Regions from separate parts of the Sus scrofa genome. Here region 2 is linked to region 1. Evidence: chromatin contacts called from public targeted proximity ligation data. All regions are on one chromosome and are shown on one strand. The core of a region is the stretch at or near the end of the contact, and the rest is flanking DNA. Distances in the headings are between cores, read along the strand shown.

Region 1 (2,529 bases), core at 20-2,519:
TAGTTCAAGTACGTGGCTCTTACCTGAGTGAGCGGGCTGGGCGTGTGGGCCACCAGTGGCTCCAGGTGTGAGTGTCACCTGGGCCCTCTCTTCCTCCTGGTCTCCCAGCTCTTCCATCCCTCTGCTACACTCAGTCACTGGAAAGGAGACTGTTGGCCATTGAGACGCTGAGGCCAGGATGGGAACTCTGGAGCTTGTGCTGGCTTCACATTGGGGCGCAAATAAGCCCCTCGCTTTAGTATAATAAGGGTTTCTACTATCTGCCCCAAAACAGAAGAAATTCCTACAGTTGAAGGTGGACGGCCTAAAGCCAGATCCCCAGGCTCGAGGCCTGTGTATTTGTTTGTGAACCACCCCCCCTTCTGTACCCCACGCACATCCCTCCCTGTACCCCAGAAATGCTTGCAGCTGCAACACTGGGCACATACTGAGAAGTGACAAAGCTCACTCCTTTACCAAACCTTAATCAGGCTCCTGGAAGCCTGTTCTCAACTAGGCTTTGACCTTGGCCCCCATCCTGTGTCCTGTCCTGTGTCCTAGCAAAGGACTCTGCCAGGTCAGTTTGGTGAGGATACCCCCATCCTCAGCATCCGATGTTCCTCATTCCTACTTTTGAGGTGCAAGGTTTTGACCTTGCCTTCAGCAAAGATCCTGTTAGGTCGGTTTAGCAAGACTCCTTCTACCCTTGCCATCTCTTCCTCATAATTTGCCATCCACTGACCCCTTCATTCTGCTCCTTGGACATAAATCCCCAGCTGTCTTTGCTGTATTGGGAATGGAGTCCACTTTGTCTCCCCTGGATAAAGTCTTCCTTACTAATTTAGCACGTGTCAGAATAATGTTTTTCTTTAATGGAATGAAAAATAAAGTGCATCCTCTTTAAGTCTAGTCCTTCTTGCGGCTCCCAGATACCCACTGTCAGAATGAGTCTCTCTTCTGGATTTTGCTGCTGCCTCCATTAAGTCCCATCTTGCTGTCTACCTCAAATTAGAGCTTTTTATGTAGGTGACCTCCTGAAGGAACAGCCCTAGAGCTTATGAATCTTCGTCTTTCCCTGAAATGTCACCATGCCGGGCCCATGATTGGAAGTGACCAAATATAGTGACTACATTTTCCAAATCCCAAAATTAGAGCTTTCCTTGTTCACCACGTGGTCTGACAAGAGGTTAAATATCTAAAATAAGAACTTGTGGCAGAGACTGACTCAGAGACTGGCTCACCACGTCATTTCCTATTGTTCCTGGTTTTAGGTCTTTCATCATCCTTCAAATTGCAGGAACCTCCTCACTGGTCTTCCTTCTCCCTGGCTCTCTCACATTAAACCCATAAAATCCAGTCTGCCCGTTTGAGGGCTTCCTCCCACATGTAGTTTCTATCATTCGGGATTGGTTTCAAGCAAAAAATTAGCTCTTGCTAACTAAAGCAAAAGGAGAATTACTGTAAGGTTATTGGCATCCCATAGCCTAGGGGAACTGCTGAATAACCAAGTCTTGGAAAGGACAGGAACGAAGGCAGCTCAGGAATCTGGGTAACGAGAACAAATAGTTTTGTCACGACTCCACATTTAGAGTGAATCAGCTCCAATCCCCTCTAGGCTTGTGTTGCTCCACTCAGAATTCAGATCCTAAGGGAGGAGAGTCTGTATGGCCCAGCTGGCTTCTCGCCCTACCCTTTGGCCCAGGAACACATTCTGTTGCCTCCCAGATTCACTATCCACCTCTCTTCACCCTGCTCTCTGCCCTGGAAGTTGGTCCACTTGCCCTGTGGCTTTCCATTGGAGTGGGCATTGGGGACCTCCAAGCGAGACTGGAGGGAGGGAGGAAGGGGAGGTTGAGGTGTCTGTTTCACCAGTTCCTTCTCTGTGGGGTTGCCTGGGATTGGCAATACCCCTCAACCAAAAATCTCAGCTCTTCTCAAGGCAGCCCTTTCACCACCACCCTCTCCTTCTAGGGTGCTAGTCCCTTCAGGCCAAGGCACTAGCTGACTATCCTGCTGCAACCAGCCCAGAATAGGGTGTTGTCCCTTCGGGTTTTCCTACATTCTGCCCACATGTTTCTTTTATTGCTATCTGCTTGAAATTCTTAATAACTTTGTCTTTGACCTTGTGTTTGTGAAATCCATTGGGACAATGGAATATACACATGAGCAGAAGAGACACATGCAATCTGCATGTCTGTTATTCCTTGCTGCCCCATCTACATGTAGCTTTCATGATGTCCAGTAAGCATTGGCCCACATGTGTAGGAGGAGCCCCAGGTAGACAAGCTACGCCTACGTCTGAGTAAGGGGTCAGGATACCGACGGCCCATGGAGGCTACACTTTCTCTTCCAACCAGAACTTGCTTCAAACCAGAAGGAAGCATTATAAGAAACATGAACAACCAAGGAACCTTATCATTCCCTTCCTTACTGCTGTTACTTCCTTGAATTAGCCAACCACTAGCTGACAATGGTGACACAGAAGGAAAGGGAAAGACAGGACCACGTATCATTCCTTTCCTTTCAGTCCCTTTTTAGTCATCGACAAGC
Region 2 (2,529 bases), core at 16-2,515, 75 kb before region 1:
TCCACCGTGCGGAGCAGCCAAAGCTTTGTGCAGCTCGATCTGGACTTTAACCTGGGTTTCCTTAAGAACCCCAAGGTTTGAGGGCTGGTGGGTGGCAGGAACTCCCCTCCTGAGGACCCTTCTCTCCTGTGACCCCACCCCCTCTTCTTCCCAGAGGTTCAACGTGGCTGTGACCCGAGCCAAGGCTCTGCTCATCGTGGTGGGCAACCCGCTCCTCCTGGGCCATGATCCCGACTGGAAAGCGTGAGCATCCCACCTGCCATCCCTCTGGGTGGACAGCTGTGGGCTCAGTCCATCTTCCCATCTTATCTTAACGACATCCCCCGCTTGCAAAGGTCGAGCACCTTGCCCCGAGGCAAGGTACAAGCCAAGTGCAGGACCAAGGCTGGGCCTCCAGCCTCTGCTGGCGCTCAGCCAGCCCTGTGCAGCCATGTGTGAATGTCCCTGTACCCCACAGGTTCCTGGAGTTCTGTAAAGAAAACGGGGGGTACACCGGGTGCCCCTTCCCTGCCAAACTGGACCTGCAGCAAGGACAGAACTTACTCCAAGGTCTGAGCAAGCTCAGCCCCTCTACCTCAGGTATGGCCGGGCCAGGGTGGGCTGAGTGGGGGACAGCGCTGAGGGAGGAGGGAAGTTACTAAAACAGAGCTCCCCTCTTTTCTTTCTAGGGCCCCGGAGTCACAACTACCTCCCCCAGGAGGGTGAAGGGGGTCTGCCCCTGCAAGTGGAGCCAGAGTGGAGGAATGAGCTCTGAGGACACAGCAGCCAGCCTTCTCACACCAGCCAAGCCTTAACCTCCCACCCGACCCTGAACTAGACCCCGAACTAGACCCCGGCCTGAACCAGACTCCAGCTGCGCTGTACCTCTGGGGGACAGGAAGGCTGGAGAGGGAGTTTACAACCACACCACCCCTTCCCTGCTGGGGAAAGTGACACATCAAGCTGCTAACAATCGGGGGAAGGTGGAGGAAAAAAGTCTGAAAAAAAATCTTTATGCCTCCTTGTCTCCTCAGCCTGGCCCCAGCTTCCTGAACTCCCAAGATGACCCCACAGGGGAGGGTGGAACTCTCACACACTGCCAGGGGCCATACCCCCACTTCCCTGCTAGAAAGCAACCCAACCCCCATGTCTAGGGGAGGAAACCCAATGGGAGGTGGCAGGGAGGCCACCCACAGGCTTCTAAGTTTAGCCCCTGCTCTAGACCACTCCCCCCTTACCCTCCTCCAAGGCCCAGAGCCAGGCATGACCTCATCCTTTTCTCTAAGACTCCACCCTGCCTGCCCGGGAGTCCTGCCTTTACAGACAGGGGGCCAGCCTGGCGAGCAGTTTGAAGAGATGGGACTCCAGGCTCACAGCCAAGACAGGGACCAGGAGAGAAGGACAGGAAGCCACACACAAGTTGGAGCCTGTGGCCTTTATTCATGCCCCCCACCAAGTATAGCCAGAGCCAAGGCCTCTGCCCAAAGCAGAAACACCAGGGACCAGGACTCCGGGTTACACCCTCCAGGTCCCCTACCCCAGCTTCTCTCCTGTGAGCCAGACGTGTATAAAGTGCTGGTGTGATGATCCTCTGGGGAAGGCCTAAGGGAGCAAAGGCTCCACCCCTGGACCAAGGCAACAGGAGTAGGGACGGCTCTGGACAGGCAGGACACAGCCCTAGGTTCCCAGGGCCGCTGGCCACCACCCTCAGAGCTGGGGAACGATGCAGTCCTGGGCAGGAGGGAACTGGGAAAGGGAGCCTTGGGCAGGGATCCCTAGTAGGGAGGGGAGCTTCTGTGCCCTGTGAAGGGAGGCAGGGAGGCAGGGGAAGCCGAGGGGAGCTCAGAGAATGGGGCAGCCTCTCCGGCGCTTATTCTTGCGGACCTGGAGGCCAGCCCGAGTGGCCATCTCAAACACCTCCCGCACCCCCTCCTTGGTCTTGGCTGAGCACTCAAGGTAGCCAAAGGCACTGATCCGGTTTGCCATGTCCCGGCCCTCCTCAGATCGAACAGGCTCCTGGGAAGGTGGAAGGTGAGAGGTCAAAGGAAGTTGCTGGCTAGGTGCAGCAACCGGAACAAATGATCTCCTCCAGCCCTGGCCCCTATGGGCAGGGTCTGGCTAGAGACCCAAGACTCAGGTTTACCTTCAAAATTCTCTTCATTGGCTTTACACCCCACGGTTCACCCTTCTCTTACCTGAATCAGGATCTCCTAACTGACCGACCCTGCCTCTGTTCTCACTCTCTTCCAGTCCATCCTGTAGGGCTGCCAGACTCATTTTTCTAACATGCTGACCTGACCATACCTGTCCCCAATTTAAAACCCTGCCACATTATCCTTGGAGGACAATCCATGTTTCTTGGCCTGGCAGTTCTCCCTGATTAACTCACCTCTGGCTAGAAAGCCACTTACCGGGACCCCAAATAAGGTAGCTCCCCCACTCTGCCCTTGTTCCAGCCACTCAATGCCCTCGTCCTGCATCCACCTCAGCCCATACCTCCCAGGTGTATTTAGGTGGCTCTACCTGCATATCCCAAGCAAACCTTTATTG

What was found.
Region 2: a contact with region 1 is called in a targeted proximity ligation map of alveolar macrophages. A contact is called at or near these places in 1 of 5 promoter capture datasets (liver), 10 of 47 Hi-C or Micro-C datasets (blood, embryonic fibroblasts, liver and 4 more) and 2 of 2 datasets of targeted methods (alveolar macrophages and skeletal muscle).

Annotation. Positions count from the first base shown.
Region 1 is chr4:107,661,456-107,663,984 of Sscrofa11.1, reverse strand. No RefSeq gene overlaps it. Among named protein-coding and RNA genes, the nearest start is that of FAM19A3, 57 kb to the left of the region's middle.
Region 2 is chr4:107,736,572-107,739,100 of Sscrofa11.1, reverse strand. It overlaps RHOC (rho-related GTP-binding protein RhoC), which reads right to left. Exons shown (of 5, transcript XM_003125846.4): 5 at 1,396-1,995. The coding sequence ends at 1,822. It overlaps MOV10 (putative helicase MOV-10), which reads left to right. Exons shown (of 20, transcript XM_005655442.3): 17 at 1-75; 18 at 155-243; 19 at 458-579; 20 at 669-1,012. The coding sequence ends at 754. Among named protein-coding and RNA genes, the nearest start is that of RHOC, 6.1 kb to the right of the region's middle.